2 separate regions of the Drosophila melanogaster genome follow, and region 2 is linked to region 1. A link is a contact called in public ChIA-PET data. All regions are on one chromosome and are shown on one strand. The core of a region is the stretch at or near the end of the contact, and the rest is flanking DNA. Distances in the headings are between cores, read along the strand shown. Region 1 holds the start of Sp7 (Serine protease 7). Region 2 holds the start of CG2641.

Region 1 (6,238 bases), core at 1,030-3,529:
GAAAGTTGTACTCGATTTGTGTTCTATTTTAGTGCTCCTGCTCGTCCTCTTCTGCTTCCATTTACATCACTACTTATGGCAAGCTGCATCGCATGAAATGCAAATGTTTATCTGCAAGGACTCAAAGTCGCTGGGGATGAACATACAAATTTCATGGTAAACTCTCTGATCGCTCCTGCAATTGGGATAAAAGGAAGCAAGGATTCATAGTTCGAGATACAAAAATTATCTAATCAATTCAATTTGGAAAGGTTCTTAAAAATGACGTAAACGTTTAATACCCTTTGTTAGTAAGCCGATTTTATTTTACAGAAAAGATAACAAGAGCAAATTGACGGCATATTAGTTTGGCATGTTTATGTTGATGAATAAACCAATAATAATCATTTCAACGTAAACCAAAAATTACATACAATCAGATTTTTCAAAAAAAAAAAAAAACAGATAGAAACATATTCATGTAAAAAAAACATATAGCCAATAAAAAAGCCGAACAAAACGAAGTTCGTCACCATTCCTAATTAAGAAAACAAAAACTTTATGCTGAGCAACTTAATCATCAAATGTTAATGTCATCTTGAACTAAAAAAATGCCAGTTTTGGCTTTTATCAAAATTATGAAAGTGTAAACAATCACTGCTTTAACTATCATCTATAACATTTATTTAGACCTTAACCAAAAAATATATTCACAAATTCCACAGAAGTATTCAAAATAATAACTCATACACGTAATACCCGGCACTTCAATACAACATCCAAAATGGAAGCCGCCAGTGAAAGAAAAACCCAGATTATGGAAAAGAGGAAGCTCATGGGCGACAAGAGGATGAGCATGGGAATGAAGTCCTTCTATGCCTCGGTAATGGGAAGCATTTTTCGTATGAGCGATGAGCAGCGGAACGCGTTTGCAGCCATGTATAGGCGCCACAAGGCTGACGCACAATATGTTAACAATAACTACGTTGATGATCCCGTGGAGGAGTACGTGCCTATTTATCAAACCGTATTCGATGACGACCGGGATCCCGTGCACGAGCCCACATTCTCTAAACACCGCATACCCCTGTAAGATTTCCAGCCAAACTTGTTACGGTCAAAATACTTCTTATTTCATTAGTCAGATACGTTGTCTGGAACGTTACCACAATTCCAAGCGGGAGTACGCCGATCAGTTCAAGCGGGAAATCAAACTTCTGATCGACAACCAGTCCACGGCGCAGGAGGCTTGGCAATTCGTAAGGTAAGCTGAAAATCTAGATTTAGTTACGCTTAATAATAGGTAATAGGTTTGAAAAGTAACAATCCAATACTCATTTGATTAAAGCACGCCTTAGGCAAACCCTTAATTGATCAGCCACTATTCGTATTAGTTCTCTTTTAATTTAGTCCTCACTATCATTTTTATTTCGCTATTTTTAGTTATAAATAAAGATAAAAGGATTAGAACCTGCTTCCAATAGAAATCGGTTCATTGTTCGACTCCCAAGTAATGTTCTCAGTTCAAGCTTTTCTTCATGGGTCACTTCAATAGATTTTATTTGCTTGTATTTCTATATTGTTTTTGACAATGCTGTCAAGAAAGTGTTGGAATTTATCCCTAGCTCTCCCACTAGCTGAGTAACAAGTATCTGTTAGTCGGGGAAATCGAGTATACCGTTCTCTATTTTGTTATTGTTGTTAATAGAAAAGAAGACGTTCATTGTGCGTTTCGTCACAATTTTTTCGTCAAAGTTTTTAATGTATTGTGTTTAGCTAAAATAGTTTTGAAAAGAATAGATCAAAAACATATTCTTTAGCCTCAGTCACTAATAATTGATAAAACTAAAGATTTTGAATTCAAAATACTAAAAAGTTTTTCAAAGTTTTTCATTTCTTTTGAGCCATATCATCTTCAATTGACAATCATTAGAAACCGTAAATACCAACTTTTCAAATTACTTTACTTATTTCCCTTTTGATTTTCTTACAGAACCATGGCCTATACCACACTTTGGCCGCCGCTGCACACAAGAAAAGAGCTCAAGATTTTCGAATTGGACTTTTGCAAGCTTAACCCTCAAGAGCAGAAGCGCTATAACAAAATAATGGCGACCAACTTTTCTTAGTCTTTAAGTTTTAATATATAAAATTTTATAATTTAAAAAAAAAATATATAAAATAATAAAAGCAACAAAAGTGTTGATGAAAACAATATCGTTCTGGGAATATAATAATTATCGGAAGCCCTCACAGTATTTCAGTATTTTTTATATATACTTTAAAGTCATTTAGTACGGCAACGTTACTAAAAATGGCGTGATTAACAAAAACGTGATAAGCAATAAAAAAAATATATCAAACGAAGTTTTTTCAGATTCCAGATTAATACACGCTTCCTTAACTTTGTAAAGGTTGTAAAATATGATCAAGTTTTGGTAGGTATGAGTGCAAAAATAAAATGCTGTCTGATCTTAACCAAAAGCCTTTTGAATAAAAAACATGAAGACTGTGCAAAAATGTTAAATTTTGATGCCACTTGTAAACATGTGCGCATTAAGGAGGGTGTTGAAATAGGAACTCAAAATCACGAAGGCACTTAACAACGCAAATAGTGAAGCTATTTAGTGAACACAGACTATTATATGTGACATAACAACCGGAAATTGCAGGATGATATGAAAAAGGTAAAATGCAACAACAAATACAGATAATCAGTAGCAAGAAATCATCGAAGTGTAGCACGGCAAAATAGGAGTTGACATGTATCTTTTAAGAAGACCTACCGAAATTTCAAACATCTTGATCCAGCCGGCCAAAACCGCATCTCTGTGCAATAATTCATCGATCGTGTCAACAAACTAGTTAGTGCCTACCAATGGGTCGAGAAGTCTCTACTACTTGCAATCTGTTCACGACACGAATCCAGCAAAGATGTAGCTCGATTCGTCTCCTGTGAAGCGTTGCAGAAGTACATTTCAATATGGGTAACGCCTGTTGTGACTTGAGGTATCTCGCCCTTCCATGACCAAAGGAGAAAAAGAATCCATGTTGTGAGAAATTTCAGAAGCCAAATAGAGTTTGCAAAGCTACAAATCTAAGTGGATGAGTATTTAGGAATTTTACATATGAAGACATTGTTCATCGGGCTGGATCACTGTTGAGGATCGACTTACAAAGCAAATTTTTGAATATTTTTGAATACATTTCACTACGTACAAAATATATACATTTAAACATAATATTTTCAGAGCGAGGCTGTTTTTGGGTCCAGCAAAAAATAATCTAAAAATGTTTTGATCTGTAAGAAGTACGTGCTTAGTGAGGTCTACCTGTATATAGGATCTGTACACTCTAGGGAGAAAGCATCAAAATCCGAGTACCAAAGCTTTTCAAAAGATCTCTTTCTTAGTTGTGATAAGCTCGGCTCAAGTCTCTTGATGGGCTTGAAAGCTTTACTCACGGCCTCTCTGGGACAGTATCTCTCAACGACGAATCGATTATCATCTGCGATCGCATTTAAAAAGTCTCTCGCCCGTTAATTCGCGATCAGTTGTCTCTGCGTATCGAAGGCGTTCGTAGTTTAATTTCGCTCTTCACGGTTCTCTGGTTCGAGGTCGACGCGCGTAATCGCAAAGACGCGTTCTTATTAAATAAGCTGTGAAATTTCTTATTAAAATTGGTGGGAAATATCCCAGAAGATGAAATCAACACGCAAAGTAGTTGGGATTTTTTTGGCCACCTGCCTGCTGCCTTTCACCGTTCTACAAAATGTTGCGGCACAAGGAAGTAAGTACCGAGCTATAAATATGTGATTCACTCAGAGCTGACTCATTAATTGAGACCGGTACTTATCCGTGTTAAGCGCAATAGCTTAACAGAATTCAATGCGGTTATCAGACTTGAACTTGAACAAATTTCCCATGTCAATGACTTAATTGAGCGCACTCGTGTATTCTTTCATTCTCCTCAATAAATTTTATGGGACCACTCGTCAAACAACATATTACATTATCAAGGGATTTGATTGATGTCAAAAAATTAATCGTATTTTTTATTATCAAGTAGCAACTCCTGACAATTTTAAATATCGTTCTTAATGCTTGTGTTCTCAAAAACGAAACATAATTGAAATAACGTATAAGTGCAATTTAAATGTTTATTAAACATAAACCAAATTCTTAATAGGATTTTTATAATTTGAAATTAATTAAGCTGCAAAATTAGGTCACTAATATTGACTACAATTATTGATAGCATAATCAAGCGAATTAAAATGTTTAATGAAGTCGTTTTTGACTTAAGTGTTTTGTTTTAATTCAACGACGTGCTGATTGATAGTATTATTGCTTAATTTATTTAAATTAAATAAATATTTATATTTAATTTAAATAGCTTTATCAGCAGGTTGATTTCCGAATTCAAAATTTCCCAAGTTGCCTTCATGTTTTATACCACTCTTAACTCATTTTGACAGGAGTAACTGATCTTCCTACTTGTGTCTTTAATTGTTATGTGTAGGTTGTAGGAATCCCAACCAGAAACAGGGACAATGTTTGTCCATATACGACTGTCAAAGTCTGCTTTCCGTGATTCAGCAGTCTTATGTCAGCCCGGAGGACAGAACCTTTCTTCGAAACTCACAGTGCCTCGATGGAGTAGGTCGCCAGCCATATGTTTGCTGTACAAGTGATCGCAGCTTTGGATCCCAGGAGGCCACCTCCGCAGCCCCTCCTCCAACGACTACCAGTTCAAGTTCACGAGGTCAAGACGGTCAAGCGGGTCTGGGCAACCTGCTGCCCTCGCCACCCAAGTGCGGGCCCCACTCCTTCAGCAATAAGGTCTATAATGGCAACGACACTGCTATTGACGAGTTCAACTGGATGGCACTGCTTGAGTACGTGGATAGTAAGTGACATCTTATATAAAATCATGTAACTTTAGTTAACGCATCTTTATCCATGTTGATAGACAGGGGACGGCGGGAACTCAGTTGCGGTGGCAGTTTGATCAACAATCGTTACGTTCTTACCGCCGCCCATTGCGTCATTGGTGCGGTGGAAACGGAAGTAGGTCACCTGTAAGTATTTACGTGGTTTGATGTTTATCCACGTTTTTAAATAACTAAATGAGTTGTGCCCCTATACAGAACTACCGTTCGGTTGGGGGAATACGATACCAGCAAGGACGTGGACTGCATAGATGACATTTGCAACCAGCCCATCCTACAATTGGGCATCGAACAGGCCACTGTACATCCCCAATATGATCCTGCCAACAAGAACCGCATTCACGACATTGCCTTATTGCGATTAGATCGGCCCGTTGTGCTTAATGAGTATATTCAGCCGGTTTGTTTGCCTTTGGTAAGCACACGAATGGCAATCAATACCGGGGAGCTCTTGGTGGTCAGCGGGTGGGGCCGAACCACAACAGGTGAGTTTGGATATTAAAGATACTTATATTCATTCTAAAGATATCAATTGAAGCTCTTGACCAAGAAGAATCTATAATTTCATAACTAATTGATTCAAATTCTTATTCTATAGCCCGCAAGAGCACCATAAAGCAGCGATTGGATCTGCCGGTGAATGACCACGATTACTGCGCACGAAAGTTCGCCACGAGGAATATCCACCTGATCAGTTCCCAGCTCTGTGTTGGCGGGGAATTCTACCGCGACAGCTGTGATGGCGACTCCGGCGGACCGCTGATGCGAAGGGGTTTTGACCAGGCTTGGTACCAGGAGGGCGTGGTCTCCTTTGGCAACCGCTGCGGACTAGAGGGTTGGCCAGGTGTCTACACTCGGGTAGCCGACTACATGGACTGGATCGTGGAGACCATTCGTCCCTGAGCAGCGGAACGAAGGCCGCTTTTGTTCTGATAATGTTTTAATTAAAGTCAAGTCGAGAGTGCTCTTTGGGCTGGGCGCCCATCCTTTAATTAACTTGCATTCAATGTGATTTTATCAGCTGCACTTACCACGCTGCGTATACTTAATGCGCTTACAGTCTAGCGCCGTTTGCGGTAATTAAAATCGCTGTTCCCCACTGGGATGGGATGGTGAGAGTTCAGTGGAATAACTTTCAAGATGCGGGCCAACTTGCCCAGAGGCACCTTCTTAGCGCCCCCAGCTATTTTCTATGCAATTTGGCAATGAATTTCTATTATGGAAGCAGTGCTTTTCAGAGCTTCCGGCGCTCCATCCGCAAAGTTTTCACTTGTTTGCTGGCTGATTGCACTGAAGGCGTGGCTAGGC
Region 2 (6,238 bases), core at 985-3,484, 34 kb after region 1:
AGCAACTTTAACATGGACGCCGGCACGTACACCTACACTTTTGCTTGCCCCATTCCCAGCCACTGCCCCTCGTCCTTCGAGGGTGCCTATGGACACATCCGGTATCTGGCCAAGGTCACCTTTTTGAAGCCAGGAGCTTCCAATCGCACCCACAACGTGGGCTTCACTGTGCTAAAGCTGCTGGACTTGAACCAGGAGACCAAGATGCTCCGGGAACCGGCGAGCAATGAAGCCGTGGAACACTTTTGCCTGATGCACACGAAGCCCGTGCAGTTGAAGGTCACTCTCCAGCAGCAGGGCTATGTTCCGGGTCAGTTCATGTTGATCCACGCCCATGTGCGTAATGACTCCAGCTCCGATTGTCGGAAGCTACTGATCATGCTGCATTTGAGAGCCACATACACGGCGGATACGCCCTCGCTACGCACCACATCCGAGAAGATAATGCTGGTGAAGCGCGAGTGCGGTCCGGTGGCTCATAATGCGCAGAGGACTTACACGGAAACCCTGAGGATTCCGGCAACGGCGCCCACCTGCGAGCACCTAAGCAAGGTGGTGCGCGTATCTTACGAAGTGCGTGTGGTGGCTGTTATGAACTGGCTTATGGCTAATCCCCGGCTCATAATCCCTGTGACTATTGGCAACGTGCCCCTGGCAACTGCGGTGTCCGGACCGGACTTCCTGCCAACTAACGCCTTCCCATCTGGAAGTTCGCTGCCTGCCGACTTGCCATGCACCTCTACAAGGGCCATGGAACTGGCTCAGATGGCCGCAAGCGGGGTCAGCAACTCCGGCTACGAGATGGCCGAGGATCTAGAGGACTTCGAGCTTCCAGAGGATGGAGATGATGAGTTGGAGGCCGCCGACGATTTCGTACCAGATTTACGTGAGTACAAGAGAACAAAATATTTCTAGCTAGGACTTTGTTATGAAAGATGTTAAATAGAGCCCTTATGTATATGTTCTTTATATTTTTGTTATGCTATTGTGAGGCGATAGTTTCATTCTTCATTCTCCATATTTTTTATGTCATTTTTTCTATAGCTCCTCCTACCTACGAGCAGGCCATGTTCATGACCACTGATATTGCGGACACGGACGCGAACACGGTCAGCGAGGCCTCCCGATTTACTCCACGCTATCCGGTCTTCGATGTGGACACCTTCCAGAGCCCGCCGCCAAATCCTCCCCAGAAGAAAAGGCGCCGCCGACGCAGACGTCCTGCCGATCCTGGACAGTCGAAGCAACAACCGGAGAAACAACCAGTGGAGTCACCCGTGCAGATCTGAGGGCAGTTATCGCGAAAAATCACGACTATATCTTATCTCGGCAGTATTTATTTCTTTTACGGTTCGCCAGTGTACTTACCAAAATGTTTACTATATATGTATGTATATCGGAATGATAAACAACCCAGAATATAAAAGTGTCTACTGGGTGATACGCGATAAATTGCGACTATAGCCTAGACAACCAAGTCCATGAAGGCATTGAACTACAAATTTATTTATTCATTTATAAATTAAATTGAGTGGAGGACTTCTAGCTCAGTCCGTGAGTTTAAATACTTATGAGAGCTAGAAATTTTGATTTACGCATACATGCTCCCAATTTCTAATTCTATTGCTTGACAATTTCCATTAAAATGCAAAAAAAAAATGTATAACTTCCTCTCTATCTGAGTAACAGGTATCTGATCCGGCCCATTCCGAATTATATAGAATATATAGCATAGAAACGGACATGCATTTATCGCCTTAATACTGATCAAACATTCTCTCGACTGTCAAGATACCCTTTGGTTGCTACGCACCACGATAGAAAATCAGGAACTTCTTGGACTTTTGCGCGTTTGTAAATGAGTACAAATCATCATTAACAAACGTAATCAACTATCACAGACTTAAGTCCATAGACGACTTAACTTGATGTGATTCTTTTTCACCGTATTTCGTCCAAAAAATAATAACAACGCGATAATAACAACTCAACTAAACTAGAGCTTTCACAGAACCCACCTGATTTTTGTTTACAAATTTTTAGATTTGTTGTTGCCTTATTCTTCGTAACAAAACAAACAAAAAAGAGAACCGTTTATCAAAATCCGATGCCTCTCAATTTTGTTTTTTTTTTTTAGTGAGCGGAAGCCCCAAAAGCTCGCTCACCAGAAAAGCTTTGGCTCTCGCCAAGTGATGATGTCACTGACATCCCAGCTGTTGCAGACCGGCTATTCTCATTCTAAATTCTCACTTCGGGTGCGACGCTTGTCTGGTGCTAAATAAATTCACGTTGCGCGTCGCCAGTGAATAAGATCTGGAATTTCGAAATATATGTGCCAGCACCCACATACTAAATAATAGATTGCATTTCCAAAATGCCTTCCAGCTGCTCTTTTGAGCTCGATCGCCGCGAACCCATTTACTACAGTGGTGAGACGGTCAATGGAAGGGCCATTCTGACAACAACATCCGAAAAGTCTGTGAACGGTGAGTTTTAGTCGTTAAAAAGCGAATGGACTGATATGTTTTTAATTTGAGCGTAATCACTGTTGACTCTGTGATAACACCAAGCCGGTTTTATAGAATGCAGCAAACAAACAAGTTTGTTGTAGCGCCATAAAGTGTTTTGCTTCTTATATAAGAAGGATTTTAGCGACCATTTATGTGGCTTTAATTGTCTCAAATGTTTAATTCCTAGTATCCTAAATTGCATGCCCTGATGAGCTCAGTTCGCCCCTAACTACAAATTCATTGATCAATTTTTGCGTTTTTCAAATAGCCAATTCTAAAAACAAACTTGAAAGCTTTACAAAAGATAACAAAAGTATGTATACAAGCAAACAAGTATTTGATACAGTGCTCTGTATCAATTTCCATGTTCAGTTCCATTTTTGATTGGCGTAATCTCATTCTGCACTTACAGCAACTCCTTCGGAGTCCGAAGAAGGCTTTCACATACGTTCAACATATAAAGATTCGTTTTCGGATACAAACCATATTCAAATATCACTCTCTCTCTTTTCACTTTCTGATTAGAGGTATACATTCTTTTCGAGGGCGAGGCAAAGGTGCGATGGGATGAGCGGCGAACAAGGACGAGAGGTGGAAAGACCGAGCACTACACGGAGTATTTCCGAGGCAAGCAGCAGTACTTGTACACCCGGACATCGGTCTTTGGATCCGGGAATCTGCCGCCAGGTACGCACACCTACAACTTCTGCATTCCACTGCCCCTGGAATGCCCCTCATCAGTGGTGGCCCAGTACGGAAAAATCTTCTACGAGGTCTCCGTGGTCATCGATCGCCAGTGGCGCTTCAACAACGTCTTCAAGCAGCCACTGACGGTCATACAGACCTACAACCTCAACATGAGCCCCCAATTGCTGGTGAGTCCAAGGACAGGAACAGTTTACTAAAAGTTTAGATTGCACTAATCGGTAGTAAATCAATGCAGTTTTAAATTGTCCTGCGACAGATATTTAAGGACAATTAGACGAGTCATTCAAGTATAGAAACATTGCGTGCCTTATGGACGTAAATTCCGAAGTTATTAAACAAACAAGGGGTGTGTTCATTCAAACCAAAGCTATGGGACTAAATAAAAAATTTAAATAAATTAAAAATAAATTTTTTACGATCCTAACCTGTAGAAATGTAAACAAAAAAATGTTAATTAAACTTTAAAATTATATCAATAAGAGTAATTAGGTAATATTAGTTATTCCTAGGAACTAATAAATGCACACTCTTTTTCGACAGATGCCCCTAGTCCGAGAGGACATCAAGCACTTTTGCTGTTGGCCCTGCAGTTCAGGCCCGGTTCTATCGACATTAACAATACCCTTCGGTGGTTACGCGCCTGGTCAGAAGATACGCTTTACTCTGGAGATTGACAACCAGTCGAGTGGCTATGATCTGAATGGGATCGAACTGAAACTTAAGCAGATTTACAAATTCCAGGCTCAAACGCCGCACCACAAAACTCGCGAAAAGGAGCACAGCCTCAACAAAAGTTGCCAGCAGGAGCGCGTTTTGAGGCTCTCAAAGAAAAAAATTGAAGGAACCCTGGCTATTCCAGCAGTACCGCCCTCTTCCCGCACCGAAGGCATCATTTCGGTTAGTTACCAAGTTATCCTCACGATCAGCACTGGCGACTGCCACGTGGACTCGGACTTTGAGGTGCCGATTGTAATTGGCACCATACCATTGATCCAAAGTGCCGAGAATCCAGCCAGTGCAGCACAGTGGATACCGGAAACGCCGGACACTCCTGCCGGAGCCGCCGCAGATCTGCCTCCCAGTTATGACAAGTGCAGTAAGTATATAGCGAAATCATAGATACTCTTCATTTGAATTTGTAAATGCTTAAAGGTGCTTGATCATTGTATAATTCTTATACTATTCATGTTTTTAGAGCCACCAACCTTCGAGGAGGCCACAAACTTTGGTGAAAGGTTCATCGACATCGATCAGGATGAGCACAATCGCACGGATGACTTTATTCCGCGTTACCCCATGTACACCAACTTTGCCATGCCATCGGCTCCACCTCAACCCCCTGAAGAGTTCGCTACCAATCAACCAGTACCCGTTCTGTCACTACCTCATGATCCCACTGCCCCATTGGTCGGTCAAAACAATACTGACCGTCCAACACAATCGTACGGTTGGAACACTAACTCATAAAAAAAAGAAGACATAATCTCATAAAATGATTTTACTTTGATTTAGCTTTGGATGTTACCAATAAACATAGTTTAACCGTTTATCGTGAAACTAAATCTTAGGAATATATATAAGTTATCCAACCAAATTTTCTAGTTTAGAAAGTCATCAATGAACAAAATTTCCTTGAAAATATATTTTAAATTCGAAATTCTTAGCGTAACACTCGCACTTATGTGACGAATTATCCAACTCTATCTGTAGGTTCAACTACAATATATTTGTTGGGCAATGGGCAATAAATCAGATTCTATGCAAATCCTTTCTAATTAAGTCAACAATATCGAATCACATCGCTAATATTCTCGATTCCACATAGAACACACTTATCAATACTTATCACTTACTTATCAATACCCACACATCAATATTTCTTTTATTAAATATAAACAAAATTTCAAAATTGGTACTTGAAAGTGAATGCGTTAAAAGATCGTTCTAGGTATATGATATTGATTCTTAAAATAAATCATTCCCTTGATTTAAAATTGCCACCAGTAAAAGTATCAGTTACCACTTGTGATAATGGAATAATATATATTTGTGTAATTTTGCTAGTGAATGAAATAAATTAGTAAAATAAAATAGTGGCGTGCATTTAATGAGACTTCACTTCCTCCGATTGAGTCTGGTCCATTTCGTAGTAGACATAGCGTGGTCTAAAATCCAACTGTTCGCCGGACAAGTAATGTTTGTTGGTCTTATTCAGATTGGTGGCTACCATGAACTCGGCTTCCCGGAAATTCGAAGCTAGAAAGAAATTCGAAATATAAAATGCAAACGGATATTCTATAAATCGGGAATAGACGTACCCAAAGATGTGGTGGAAATGCTAAAATTCGGAATCAATGTTGATGCTGTTTCGACTGGAGGAGTTGGTTCCGGAGCAGTGCCATCAATGGGTTCTTGCATTAGGAGTTTGCCAGGACAGGGCGGCGTCACATTTCCAATGATGACCGGCATCCGGGCCGCAATTAAGCGCTTTTCCTGCTGAGTTGTGACCAGCACCTCCACCTCGTAGTTGAGCTGCAGGCAGGCACATCCTGCCACAGTCAATGTGGCCGCTGTTTGTGGCACTTGCAGCATGTGAAGATGCTGAAAATTCTGCAGTTCTCCACGGGGGAGGTTGTGGAGCTCGTGGCGGCTGCTTAGGACAGTTTGTCGCTCCACCTTGGTCTCCAAGCGTTTGGGCTTATTCTTTAGATGGGCAACGTAAGTGCTGATCTGAACGAGGGAATACACCGCCTCGCGAAGTGTCAATTTCTCCGGGTTATGCAGCTTTAAGTGAACAGAAATACCTGCTCCTGGCGAATAACCCTGCCTGGGAATCTGGAGCTGCAGATGAAGTGGCTTCATCCAGAATCTAAGGCGAGGAGTCTGCTCATAGATCTGGATCTCACAGCTCCGCGTCTCCTGGCTCAGAGAGTTCTGCGGGAAAATCTGCAGCTGGCGTACATGGAGCACCTCCAGCGGACGATCTGCACTGCTGTGGATGAGCACTTGGAGTGTGTACC

The links. ChIA-PET counts read pairs in DNA pulled down with a chosen protein or histone mark.
Region 2: a contact with region 1 is called in an RNA polymerase II ChIA-PET map of the S2 cell line, with 6 times the contacts expected there. The contact joins the promoter of CG2641 here to the promoter of Sp7 in region 1. A contact is called at or near these places in 32 of 107 Hi-C or Micro-C datasets (the Clone 8 cell line, the D17-c3 cell line, the Kc167 cell line and 16 more) and 5 of 6 datasets of contacts at active chromatin or transcription factors (the Kc167 cell line and the S2 cell line).

Annotation. Positions count from the first base shown.
Region 1 is chr3R:7,757,507-7,763,744 of dm6, forward strand. It overlaps Sp7 (Serine protease 7), which reads left to right and starts at 2,280. Exons shown (of 6, transcript NM_141477.2): 1 at 2,280-2,417; 2 at 3,231-3,768; 3 at 4,501-4,887; 4 at 4,951-5,059; 5 at 5,129-5,415; 6 at 5,529-5,920. The coding sequence starts at 3,681. The coding sequence ends at 5,833. CG10919 reads left to right here and starts at 616. Exons shown (of 3, transcript NM_141476.3): 1 at 616-1,068; 2 at 1,121-1,243; 3 at 1,973-2,171. The coding sequence starts at 764. The coding sequence ends at 2,108.
Region 2 is chr3R:7,791,835-7,798,072 of dm6, forward strand. CG2641 reads left to right here and starts at 2,235. Exons shown (of 4, transcript NM_141480.2): 1 at 2,235-2,486; 2 at 3,036-3,385; 3 at 3,759-4,314; 4 at 4,414-4,765. The coding sequence starts at 2,375. The coding sequence ends at 4,685. CG10086 reads left to right here. Exons shown (of 3, transcript NM_141479.3): 2 at 1-886; 3 at 1,045-1,649. The coding sequence ends at 1,289. It overlaps CG18744, which reads right to left. Exons shown (of 3, transcript NM_144390.3): 2 at 5,537-6,238; 3 at 5,244-5,474. The coding sequence ends at 5,323.